Regions from separate parts of the Macaca mulatta genome. Here region 1 is linked to region 2. The links are chromatin contacts, called in public Hi-C maps. All regions are on one chromosome and are shown on one strand. The core of a region is the stretch at or near the end of the contact, and the rest is flanking DNA. Distances in the headings are between cores, read along the strand shown.

What was found. A called contact is a pair of places that touch in the nucleus more often than the background predicts.
Region 1: a contact with region 2 is called in a Hi-C map of cortical neurons, with 4 times the contacts expected there. The contact joins the promoter of EXOC3 here to the promoter of PDCD6 in region 2. A contact is called at or near these places in 2 of 14 Hi-C or Micro-C datasets (cortical neurons and fetal cortex germinal zone).

What each region holds. Positions count from the first base shown.
Region 1 is chr6:1,535,066-1,541,675 of T2T-MMU8v2.0, reverse strand. It overlaps EXOC3 (exocyst complex component 3), which reads right to left and starts at 1,735. Exons shown (of 13, transcript NM_001260656.1): 1 at 1,697-1,735. AHRR (aryl-hydrocarbon receptor repressor) reads right to left here. Exons shown (of 11, transcript XM_078004538.1): 11 at 6,520-6,610. It also overlaps the pseudogene LOC144341360.
Region 2 is chr6:1,369,526-1,376,283 of T2T-MMU8v2.0, reverse strand. It overlaps PDCD6 (programmed cell death 6), which reads right to left and starts at 1,899. Exons shown (of 6, transcript XM_078004543.1): 1 at 1,724-1,899; 2 at 731-792. The coding sequence starts at 1,824. LOC106998625 (ubiquitin domain-containing protein TINCR-like) reads right to left here and starts at 619. Exons shown (of 2, transcript XM_078004545.1): 1 at 404-619. The coding sequence starts at 480.

The DNA.
Region 1 (6,610 bases), core at 486-2,985, 170 kb before region 2:
CCTTAAATCCCCACACTCAGGCAACTCTCCTTAAATCCCGACACTCAAGGGCAACTCCCCTTCAATCCCGACACTCAGGCAACTCCCCTTAAATCCCAACACTCAAGGGCGACTCCCCTTAAATCCCGACACTCAAGGGCGACTCCCCTTAAATCCCAATACTCAAGGGCAACTCCCCTTAAATCCCGACACTCGGGCAACTCCCCTTAAATCCCGACACTCGGGCAACTCCCCTTAAATCCCGACACTCAGGGCGACTCCCCTTAAATCCCGACACTCAGGCAACTCCCCTTAAATCCCAACACTCAGGCAACTCCCCTTAAATCCTGACACTTGGGCAACTCCCTCCAACAGGGCTTGTTTCCTTCCAGTTTTTTCCCTTTGAGTTTCTTTTAAAGCTAACGTTCCATTGCTTCTATGACTTCGCAGGTGCACACTTTTGTTTTCTTATTTTGTTTGGATATTATCATCAGCATTTCCATTGACATTAAAGTCTGCATGGTTTTGATTATAGGGCTGGATAACAACCCAAGAAGTGGACACCCAGCACTCTGCTGGTGCACACAGTGAGGTGACTGGACCCATCTCCAGGCTGGAGTGAAGTCTGTCATGCTGTGGGTGGAAGCCAAGGCGATGTGAGTGAAGAGCTGGGAAGCAGAAGCAGGCTCACCTTGGAGTCAGAACAAAGCTACTAATGTGGGAAAAGGGAAAACCTTAAGTTAAAAAACACAACGCAGAGGTTTTCATCCCAGCCTGAAGACTAAAGATTTTGGGTCAAGAAGCCAAAGAGGAACTCAGAAGCCACAAATAGAAACCCAGGTTCAACCCCTACCAGGGTCTTTCTGACTGCCTTTCCCTGGCGCTGGCTCTGCTGTGAGTCTCTCCACCGAGCGGGGGGGACACCCTACTGAGGGGAACATCAGCACCCAGGGGGACACCTGCGGCAGGGGGACACCTGCACCAGGGAGACACCTCTGCCGGGCGGGCACCTCCGCCGGGAGGGACACGTCACCGGGGGGATGCCTGCGTCGAGGGGAACACCTGTGCTGGGGGGCACCTCACGGAGGGGACACCTCCGCTGGAGGGACACGTGCACCTTGGAGGACACCTGCACCAGGAAAGACATTTGTGCCCGGAGGGACACTGCTCCGAGGAGGGACACCTGGTCCGAGAGGGGACACCTGCGCCAGGAAGGACAACTGCGCCTGGGGGGGCGGATACCGTCAAGGGGACACCTGTACCAGGAAGGATACTTGTGCCTGGGGGGACACCTGTGCCTGAGGGGACACCTGCACCTTGGAGGACACCTGCGCCAGGAAGGACACTTGTGCCTGGAGGGACACCTGCCCCAAGGAGGGACACCTGCTCCGAAGGGGGGACACCTGCGCCAGGAAGGACACCTGCGCCTGGTGCGGGGGAGACACCGTCAAGGAGAAACCTGCACCAGGAAGGACACTTGTGCCTGGGGGGACACATGTGCCGGGTAGGACACCTGCGCCGAGGGAACACCTGCGCCGAGGACACTCGCACGAGCGGGATACTCCACGGGACCCGGAACGGCCTCCCTACCCTCCAGGTCCCGGTCCGGCCTCCCCCTACGCGCCCCCGCGGAAGCCAGAGACAGGGAGAGCAAGGATGAAACACGGCGACCACCGCCCAGGGACCCGCGGGCCGTCCGGACCTGCCGCCGACTCACCCTCTAAGCCTACGCCGCAGCCTCAGCCACCGCCTCCGGAGTCCCGGAAGTGGACAGCGAACGGGTACTTCCGCTTCCGGCAACGGCGCCGGAAGCATGGGTCCGGCCCTCCGGGCGGGGCGGGTGCCCGTCTCTTGGCCGAGCGACTTCAGCTCGGAGACCTGCCCCGTGGCCGCTCCCCAGCAGGACATGGTAACTGCCGGGGTGGGGGTCTCCTTGCCCGTCCCAGCCCCCCCAACTCAGGCCCTCTCGCTGCCTCCGGCGACCCCCGCGTGCGCCCTTCCCCAGGGCCGGCGCAGTCTTGGAAGCCTCCGCCCAGCGTGGCTGCCTGCGTTTTCTCTCCGTTCCCTTCCCGACCTCCGGAGAGAAGACAGCCACAGAGCCGCTGTGGCTCCGTCCTCTGCTGACGCCTCATGTCTTTATGTTGGCCTTGCCGTCCGCACTGCAGTGTGGCAGGGGCGTCCCACCTTTGCCGCGGACTGAGGTGGGCGCCGAGCATTCAGTAAACGAGGAAACGAAAGCGGGGAAAGTTGGGAATCAAGCGTCTGTCTGCCTGCCACCAGCAGACTAGCGGCTTTGGGTACCCCTTGGACCCAAACACGAACTCAGCCCCTGCAGGAGCACAGTCATCGGCACCCACGTGGGAACAGTGCCCTGGGATGGGTGGCCACGGGATGTTTCTGGGGCCCCTCAGAGGCCCAGCGGCGCGGGTCTTGGAGAATGAATGTGTGTCACTGGGCCGCTGCTGCAGAGGGCCGGTCCTGAGTCGCTGCTTGGAAAAGAGGCCCACGGCCAGCGTTTGGCTTCACCAGGAGGAAAAAGCACGTGCTAAACCACCAGCATTCGGGGTTTGTCTGTTTGATAAAGGATGCACCAACTAACAAGAAAGTCCTTCATAGGTTGCAGCTGCTAGGTTGTGCCCCTGGCCCCTCCCGAAAATCGGCCACACAAAAGGAAGGGTCTGGAAGGTGGCAGAGAAGCCAGCAGAGACAAGGAAAGTGGCAGCAGCATAGGGCGGGGTCGCACAGAATGGAGATGGAGCTGTGGGAGCCCCCGCTGCCACTCCCACAAGGAGCCCTGCCCCGTGCCCTGCTGATGCTAACACCCCGGCTCTGTTATTTCCGTTTTTCCTTGTAATTTCTGAAAATCTAGCAACAAGTTGAGCAATGAAAAAATTTTTTTAAAAAAAGTTAAAATTATGTTAGAAATTATGACTAATTTTGAAACTAATGAAGGAAAAAAAATGGCCAAAATTACCAAAGCTTTTAGGACTCTTCAAAATATAGTAACATTGAGTATTATGAACTAAAGACATACTGTTATTCAATGTCTGGTAGTGAATTTGGATGGACTGTCTAGTAACTTCTTAACATTAAAAGTCTTTCTTGGTGGGGCACGGTGGCTCACGCCTGTAATCCCAGCACTTTGGGAGGCTGAGGCGGGCGGATCACGAGGTCAGGAGATCCAGACCATCCTGGCTAACATGGTGAAACCCCGTCTCTACCAGAAATACAAGAAAAAAACTACCCGGGCATAGTGGTGGGTTCCTATAGTCCCAGCTACTCAGGAGGCTGAGGAAGGAGAATGGCGTGAACCTGGGAGGCAGAGCTTGCAGTGAGCCGAGATTGTGCCACTGCACTCCAGCCTGGGCAACAGTGTGATACTCCATCTCAAAAAAAAAAAAAAAAAAAAAAAAAGTCTTTCTTGGCTGGGCACAGTGGCTCCCACCTGTAATCCTAGCACTTTGGGAGGCTGAGAAGGGCAGATCCCTTGAGCCCAGGGGTTTGAGTCCAGCCTAGACAACGTGGTCTTTTTGGTAGAAATCCCATCTCTACCAATAAAACACAGAAATTAGCCAGGCATGGTAGTGCATGCCTGTAGTCCCAGCTTCCTGGGAGGCCAAGGCAGGAGAATGGCTTGAACCTGGGAGGCAGAGGTTGCAGTAAGCTGAGATGGCACCACTGCACTCCAGCCTGGGCGACAGAGGGAGACTCTCAAAAAAAAAAAAAAAAAAAAAAAAAAAGATGTTTCTTGACTTCTGTTTTCGGCAGACCACATTGTGCCAACACCCAGGGGCACTGCTGAGTACAAGCATCATGTTGATTGCACAAGTGGATTCACGAACAGGCAAGGACGTGACCAGGGACAAATGTGGAAAGGGGAGAGGACGTCAGAAGCAGAGATGCTTGCCATCCTAGAGCAGGCCGCTGGGTGGGTAGGGTGCGAGTCCTGCGGCCCAGGGGTTGGGTTTTACATTGAAGCAGGACAGCTGATGAAGCTAAGGCTCCCAGCAGGCAGGAGGTGGACAGAGACTCCTGTGTGAAGCACAGATATGCAAGGGGGTGCATCCTCAGTGAAAGGGTGGACTAGGAAAACAACAACAGCCTGGAGACTGTTCCTAAACTCAGCCCTCAGCAGAAGCCAACCCAGGGTCATTGCTAGAGAGATCCTCCGCCTTGACAGGCGCAAGCTTGAGGGGCGATGGGGGGGGGGGCACTGAAGCGCCCACAGTCCTGGCCCTGCTGGGGAGAAGAGAGACCGTGCTTAACTCCTGCTTAGACCTTGTTAAATACCCACATTAAGGTTAGCTACTACAGAAAGAGAAACAGGAAGAGAGAAAATGCAGGCAACACCACAGAGACTATAGGAAGAAGATGAGGAGGACCCTGTGTTCAAATGTATCAGTAATGAGAACACAAGTAAGTGGATTAGAAACTGAAACATTCATAGGAGAACATCTAAAGCATCAAGAAACAACGATTAGAACTGGGCTTTTCACACGTGGGTCAGCGAGGCCTGAGAAGCTGGTGTGGTGATATGAATATCAGACAACCTGGCTTTTTGGTCAAAAGCCACTGTCAAAGATAGTTATTTTCCTAAGATGCAAAATGCATATTCCATAAAGAACAAAATAGAAAAGTTGCTATACTAAAATTTTAAACTCCTGTGGGATGTATTTTTTAAATCCTTAAGTGAAAAGCCAAGCCACAGACTGAGGGAAAACATTGTCAACATCTGTAACTGACAAAAAGATTGCTATCCAGAATAAAAACAACTCTTGCAAATCAATCTAAAAGGGCAAACAAGTGCAACAAGAAACAGGTAAAGGACAAGAGCCATTGGCTCCAGAGAATAAGCTGCCTCCCTCGGCCTTCATCAGGGAGACCTTGTCCCCACACCCTGCTCACGGGGCCCTGCTCAAGCCTCTGAGCCATGACCAGGGCGTCTCCACCCAGGCCCTGCTTTGTTGTCACTCGGACCTCACTGCGGCCATGCTGCCGCCTCCACTCGCCGTTCAGCTCCAGCTGTCCATACGTCCCACATAAAACTGCCCCAAAGACCTGGCCACCCCTAACCGCAGCTCTGTGCACCTGCAAAGCACCAGTCCTCTCCATGCCTCGCAGAGTTCTCATGGTCACATTCAGCTACCTGCCCCCCTTCCCCCTGCACATGGGTACACACCGCACACCACACAAGTGCAGACGTCAGCTCTGGGACAGCACTGATGTCTGCATCGTTTTCTCCTGAATGCATCCCCAGCACTGGCCCAGGGCCTGATATTCAACATGGACTAAAAAAATAATGCTGAATGAATGAATCAACAAAATGTACATAAAACAGCTGCCGTTTCATCCCTTCAGAAGCCCAAGACTGAAAAAGTCTTTCCATACAGATCCCAGTGTGGGGGAAGGATAGGAGCCCAGGAGGTGTGGCTGGTAGAAGGGAGGCCAAGTGGGTGCAGCCCTCTGGAGGACGCTGGGCAGCGCCTAGTGAGATGAAATTGTGTGCGTCCAGCCAGGCATGGCGGCTCACATCTGTAATTCCAGCACTTTGCGAGGCCGAGGTAGGCTGATCACGTGAGGCCAGGAGTTTTAGACCAGCCTGGCCAACATGGTGAAACCCACTCTCTACTAAAAATACAAAAATTAGCTGGGCGTGGTGGTGGATGCCTGTAGTCCCAGCTACTCTGGAGGCTGAGGTGGGAGAATCACTTAAACCTGAGAAGTGGAGGCTGCAGTGAGCCAAGATTGCACCACACTCCAGCCTGGGCAACAGAGCGAGACTCCGTCTCAAAAAAAAAAAAAAAAGGAATTGTATGCGTCCTAACTCCACACAGGCGTACTCAGCAGAAGCCAGACTGGGGGTGAGGAGTGAAAATGCAGGAACTCCGTCTGCCTGAGGCCACAGAGCAGAGGGTATGGGGGGCGGGGTGGGGCAAGGTGTGGGGCCACAGATGGGAGGGCTGGCCTGGTCCCTGGGGAGGACATGGGAGTCTTACACCAGTGACCAGGACGGGTTTGCTGACGGGCTGCAGGGTGTGACAGAGGTCTGGCAGGGGCTGCGCAGACTCTAAAGTTGCCTGAAAGGAAACAAAAGCACAGCTCCCTGGGCCTTGGACTGCCATTTGTGCTTAATTAGACCCCAGCATTTTTTTTATGGCATTGGGGGATCTGGCCACAATCTGCCTGGGCCGGTGACCCCCTTCCCCCTTCCCATGGGCTTGTCATGCAGGTCCTGTGCCAGGCAGGGCGGACCCTGCATGACCCCGGACCCACAGTGCTCTCAGCTCTACCCTCCTGGCTTCTTACAGAATGGGTCAGGTCTGGGGCATCCTGAGAGCACCCGGGAGGGGCCCTGACCCTCAGTGACATGGGAGGGGGGCCTAGACCCTCTCTAGATGCAGTGCTGCTGGGCAGGAGCAGGGAAATGGCAGGCATTTTCTCCTCCTTCACGAGGCTTGCAGCTCTAGAGTTTTATTTTTATTGCTGCCTTATATTTAGTGGTGAAAGGCTGTCTTAGAATGCAGATTAACCAGCACACTCTTTAAAGGAAATAAAGTGCCTTCATTTGGAAAATCACACAGACATTCACAGATATTTCAATTTTTGCTAAACATGTACTAGCATGTCATGT
Region 2 (6,758 bases), core at 650-3,149:
AACTAACTGCAGGGAGCTCACAACACCCAAGGACCCGGATTTCCCGCCGCCTGAACGTCCAGTATTCGCACACTGATAAGAACACCTCCCCATAATTCCCCTGCCAGCGCCTCCAACACCCCCAATCCTTTCCCCAGGAATGCAGTCCCCGTGTTTGCGGCTCCTGTAACAGCCACTTCCCCACACAAGTGCTGCCTGAGCTCCCCAAGCCCTCCAACCACCACCCCCCAAGGCCCTCGAAGGTCTATTCAGAGAAGTCACCAAGATGCAGTCACCGAGGAAATTCAAGGACCTCCAACTTACCAAAAGGCTTCCGGCTGTACAGAGCTAAGCTTCCTATTCCCCTCCTAAACCTACAACCTAGTTTTCATTTCACAAGAAGCCTTTCCCTGTGCTCATGCACGCAGTTGTCAGCCGGCTTGGTGAGGCACTCCAAATAACAGCGGCAGCCACAACAGAAACCAGAAGCATCTCCACCATGAAGCAGTAATAATAGTTTGTCCTAATGATCCCTTTGTCCTTGGAAAATGAACTTCAGAAAGAAAGTTATCCACTGCGAGCAGAGCAGGCTTCTGGGTCCGGACCCAGGTCCCACGGGCCCACTCAGCGGCTTCTGGGTCCGGACCCAGGTCCCACGGGCCCACTCAGCGGCTTCTGGGTCCGGACCCAGGTCCCACGGGCCCACTCAGCGGCTTCTGGGTCCCGACCCAGGTCCCACGGGCCCACTCACCGTTGGAGAGAGCTTGCTGAAGCTCGGTGTCCGATATCACTCCACTCCTGTCTTTATCAACCCTACAACATCAAGAAGACCAAGTAAGCTGGCGATCCAAAGTTCAGGAAAAGCAAAACAAACGTCTCCTGTCAACCCTGCACTGACTCTGGAAGGCTCGGAGCCTCCTGGAACCTCCGCCTCCCCCATCCCGCTGAGGAGGACACGGGAATCAAGGAAGTGCCGCAGGAGCCCACGTCCAAGCGGGGTCTTCCCCTAAGAGGCCAATCATCTTTCTCTCTCAATCTTTCCCTTCCTTCCTCTCCTGGCCTGTCTGAATTCACATTTGCACCAGTTTCCCTTTTTCACAAACAAGATTCCCTCAGATAACTAAGGCATTCCCTGGCCATGAGTCACTGCAGTTTCGGTCATTCATTCCGTGGAAAAGCGACCGGGACAGAAGGCGACGCCGGAAAGGTCACCTGCCCCGAGCAGACGCCAGGTCGCTGCTGCTTCCTCGGCTGCTGACACTTAACAGCGCCCAGACATTCTGTCTCTGCTTTCCCCGAACAAGCACCCCTGGAGACCCTCCGCCCGGCGGCTCCTGAGGCGAGAAAAAGGGCCTAGCCCGGGAGCCGGTGGCCGCGACCTCGGGTCTGCAGCGGCTACTCTGCACCTCTGGAAGGGCCCAACGCACAGGGCAGGGACCGGGCAGGAGGCGGGGGCGGCCGCGGGAGACCCACAGGGGACGGGGACGGCCGCAGGGGACCCACAGGGGACCGGGGAGACCGCAGGGGACCCGGCAGGGGACGGGTGCGGCCGCAGGGGTCGGGGCAGGGGACGGGGGAGGCCGCGGCGGTCGGGGCAGGGGACCGGGGAGGCCGCGGAGGACCCGACAGGGGACAGAGGAGGCCGCGGGGGAACCGGCAGTGAACCGGGTCCGCGGCGGTGGGGGCAGGAGTCGGGGGCGGCCGCAGCGGAGGCGGGAGGTGCTGGGACGGTGCCAGGCCGCACCTCTGGAAGACGTTCCACAGAAAGCTCTGGTCCGGCAGCGCCGCGCCCGCAGCAGGCCCTGGGCCGGCCCCGGGGCCGGGGCGGTAGGAGTAGGCGGCCATGGGCCAAGGCGCGCGGCTGGGCTGAGGCGTCTACTGAGACGTGAGACCTCTCAGGGCGACTCCGCTTCCGGCTCTGCCGGGGGCAGGGCCTGGCGTTACCTCCACTTCCGGGGGCGCAGGAAATGCGTAGTCTCCGGGATGGTCACGGGGTCCCGCGCGGCCAATCCCCTCGCAGCTCAGTTACCAAGCAACGCCCTGGCGCCTGCGGGGCCTGTGCGGTCCGGGGCGTCTGGAGAAAGCCAGAGCTCTGGAGCAGGCAGCCGGCTACCGGTGCTGGGAAGGCGCTTGGAGAAAATGTCCGGCTCTGCGACCCGGGACGGGAAGTGATGGAGTAGGGAGTTAGTTAGCCTTTCAGTTCATGTATAAAAAGAAGTTTTGACGTGAATGTGATTCAGGCTAACAGTCGGAAACTCTGGGCGGGGCGCGGTAGCTCACGCCTGTGATCCCTGCGCTTTGGGAGGCGGAGGCGGGCGGAGCTCCTGAGCCCACCAGTTCGGACCAGCCTGGGCAGCGTGGCCAGACTCCATCCCTACAAAAATTGCAGAAAATAGTCGGGCGTGGTGGCGGGCCCCTGTGGTCCCATCTACTCCATGGGCAGAGGCGGGAGGATCGCCTGAGCCCGGGAAGTCGAGGCCGCAGGGAGCCGAGATCACTGCACTCCAGCCCGGTGGACAGCCAGACTCTGCCAAAAAAAAAAAAAAAAAAAAAAAAAGCAGGCCGTGCGCAGTGTCTGACGCCTGTAATCCCAGGACTTTGGGAGGTCGAGGCCGGTGGATCACCTGAAGTCGGGAGTTCGAGACCAGCCTGACCAATATGGAGAAACCCCGTATCTACTAAATATACAAAATTAGCCGGGGGTGGTGGCGCACGCCTATTCCCAGCTATTCGGGAGGCTGAGGCAGGAGAACTGCTTGAAGCCGGGAGGCGGAGGTTGCAGTGAGCGGAGATCAGGCCGTTGCACTCCAGGCCTGGGCAACAAGAGCGAAACTCCTTTAGGTTTAACCTGCGCCCCCGCGCTCTGCCTCAGCGCCGCCCCCGACGCCGTGCAGCTGGCAACACTGGGCGCCTCCCTGCCCGGTCCCTTCCCGCCCCTTGGTGGTGGTGCAGCCCTGTCTCCCCCGAGACAGCACTGCCTCCGTGCTGGACACGGTTCTGCGGTGGAGCCTGGAGTGCCTGTAGCACCAATCCCCGGAATTGGGAAGTGCCCAGCTTTGGGCCACTATGATCCCTGGATCTTTGCCGCCTTCCACCCCAGTCCTGTGTCCTGTGTCCTATGTCCTGTGCCCTGGTTCAGGATACTACAATTATTCTCATTATTTCGTGGGGTTTTTCCAGCTTTTCAGGTTCTTCAGTGCCTCATTCCACTAATGCTCTTTTCATCCTTGTAGCTCCAAGTGTTGTCTCTGAATTTTCACTAATTTGCCTGCCAAGATGTTGAATGGACCCAGAGCCAACGACGTGGTCTTTTATCAGTGGCACCTGAGACTTTCTTCCCTGTGGACGCAAATCCATTATTCAGCACTCTAGGCACAGCTATAGATCTGATCAGCTATCCATTCTCCAAACTATCTCATCCTCTGTCCCATTTTTCTGTCTCTCTTGTCCACAAGGCATATACCTGAGAGTTTTCAAATTCCTCAAAGAAATTTAGGTATTTTGTGGCTTTGGCATTCACTTAATGTGTTAATCTACAAACCTCTTCTACAATGTGGATTTTTTTTTTCATGATGTAGTAAATTCAAGTGGTTTCTAGTGTTCTCTTCATAAAGTTGTAAACCAAACATAAAATTCTAAGGCCCCACCCATCTGAATGGACCCCTTCTCTGAGCCAGGGCACTCCAAATTAACCTGAAAACCATGAAGCGGGGGTGGGACATGGCTGACTATGCCCTCCCCCCTTTTGGAATTCAGGGGACGCCTGCTACCCCAAGGCTTCATCTGCTGATAAAACTTTGGTCTCCACAACCTCTTATAACCCAGACATTCCTTTCTGTTGGTAATAACTCTCAACTAATTGCCAATCAGAACATTTTTAAATCTACCTATAACCCAGAAGCCCCTACTTCAAGTCGTCCTGCCTTTCTGGGCTGAACCAAGGTATATCTTAAATAGATTTGATTGATGTCTCATGACCTTCTAAAATGCGTAAAACCAAGTTGCACCCCAACCACCTCCTGAGGGCTGTGTCATGGGCGTGGCCACTCTATTTGGCTCAGAATAAATCTCTGCAAGTATTCACAGAGTTTCAGTCTTTTCATTGACAAAGTATTCATATCACTTGTTGAAGAATCCTTTCTAGAAACTTCCACAGTTCTTTGATCTGTAGTTTCTGAAGTCCATCTTTATTCTCCTTCCCATCACTGGCTCCTGTTTTGTTCTCCAGAACTCTGAAAATACTAACAACTATGATTTTGTGACCCAATCTGGAAGTTCCTCTTACAGGGAAACCTCAGCAAGAAACAGCTCAGCGCTGGACGCAGTGGCTCACGTCTATAATCCCAGCACTTTGGGAGGCTTAGGTGGGAGGATCGTGTGAGGCCAGAACTTTAAGACTAGCTTGGGCTATTTTCAATTTTTAAAAAGTGGGGAGCATCTCAGTGACCGCAGCAGGCCTCAGCCTCCATATCCCAACAGTGAGTTGGGCTGTACTGACTGTTGGCCGAGTCTCCAACCTGGAGTACCACAGCCATCATCACCCATGGCACCCAGGAGTGTTCCCTGATGCTTTCCCTTAGTTCTAGGGGCAGAAAATGCCTTCATTCAAGAGAGGACACACTTAATGAATGCAACCAGCTAGAATCCACTCTAACATTTAAATATGTGACTTTGTTTAATCCTCACCATGCCAAGGCACCACATCCACATTTTACTGAAGAGAAAATTATAGTTCTGAGAAGGTAACTTGCCTAAAGCCAAGCATGCAGTAAGAGGAGATTCAAGCCCAGATCCTTTTGTGCTTTTTCATCTCAGTAGCAGCAGGGCTGACTCTTGAAAGGGAAGTTAATTACTATGAATTTAAGGTTTAAAGAAAAAACACCCTGGCCTGCGCGGTGGCTTACGCCTGTAACCCCAGCACTTTGGGAGGCCGAGGCAGGCAGATCACAAGGTCAGGAGATCGAGACCATCCTGGCTAACACGGTGAAACCCCGTCTCTACTAAAACTACGAACAATTAGCGGGGCGTGGTGGCGGGTGCCTGTAATCCCAGCTAGGCGGAAGGCCGAGGCAGGAGAATGGCGGGAACCTGGGAGGCGGAGCTTGCAGTGAGCCAAGATGGCGCCACTGGCCTCCAGCCTCCCTGACAGAGCGAGACTCCATCTCCAAAAAGAAAAGGAAAAAAGAAAAAAACACCCTGCGTGCATACTCATACGAATGCACAAATGGATGTGTCTAGAACAAGAGATACTGGCCTGATATATACACAAACTATGCAGCTGCAGTCCACGCCTCTTCCGCAACCCTGCCCTCTAAGAAACCTCCAGCTCTGAATCCTGTCAGCACATGGGCCGTGCTGGTGGGACAACATTGTCTTCACAAGTGCTCTCCACATTCTCAGAGGCGGGGGTTTTGCCATTGATGGGGGATGCTGCCTGAGTCCCGTCACCAGGGACAAAGCTACAGCGGAGACCACCATCTGCCAACAAAAAGAGAGACCATCTCCCACCCCTGGTTCTGCTGACCCAATCACTGGAAGCATCCAGGCACCGCGATCTCACCTGCCTCCGATTCCGTTTCCTCCTAGCCAGGTCTGTTCTAAGCTTTCCAGAAGTGGAGAAATTAACTGAAAGAGAACACTTTCCTCCCTGTGTTAAGGTTAATCACATAATGGATCCAAATACTGGGTCAGTCTTTACTGTGGTCTCATTTCTCTAATTTGAAAATGCCTTTTCTGTTTTCCTTAGAATTTTTCTAAGCGTTTCTGGGCGCGTGTGTTCCACAGTGCACCCTCTTGTGCATCTGATGTCTTTGGCACATATAGGCCCTCGACAAGTATTTGTTGAATGAGCGGATGACCATCCTGTCCTTCATGTGAACAAGCATATGCAAGTGTACATTGTGTCTGTACATGTATCCAGCAGCATCTCTCCAAAGCCACTTTGGTTCACTTATTTTCTCAGGATTACTGACGGCTGCATCATGACATTTGCACACAGAATCTTTCCTTTTCCAGTCACTTTTCCTTTTTCCAGATTCCGGCCATAGAATTCCAGGGACAGAGCCAACCGTGCCTGGCACCCCCTCCTGTCTTGGGACAAGGATACTTTCTCCTGTGGCTCCCGTCTTCCTTGCAACATTCTTCTGCCAGAATTCAGTATGGAAGACAATGACCTGCCACTTTTAATTTTTTCCCGTTTTGCTCTTCTACCAAATACCGCTTTTAACACAGGCTTTTCACTGAGTAGTGGACAATCTATCAGATAGGTGCTGTTCGGTGTGAGGGGGCATTTGCAAAGGTCTGCGTCAGTGCTGGCTGATGGAACTTTCCGGTGATAGCATCGTTCCATAGCTGCACTGTCCAGTGCGGAGGCTACTTGCCACTGTGTCTACTGCTCCGGACGGTGCGGATCGGAGCATCTCACACACAGCGGCCACCGTGTCTACTGCACGGGATGGGGCAGGTCTGAGCATCTCACACACAGCGGCCGCCGTGTCTACTACTCGGGACGGGGCAGGTCTGAGCATCTCACACACAGTGGCCACCATGTCTACTGCACGGGACGGTGCAGAGGTGAGTATCTCACACACAGCAGCCACCGTGTCTACTGCACGGGACGGTGCAGAGGTGAGCATCTCACACACAGCAGCCACCGTGTCTACTGCACGGGACGGTGCAGAGGTGAGCATCTCACACACAGCAGCCACCGTGTCTACTGCACGGGACGGTGCAGATCTGAGCATCTCACACACAGCAGCCACCGTGTCTACTGCACGGGA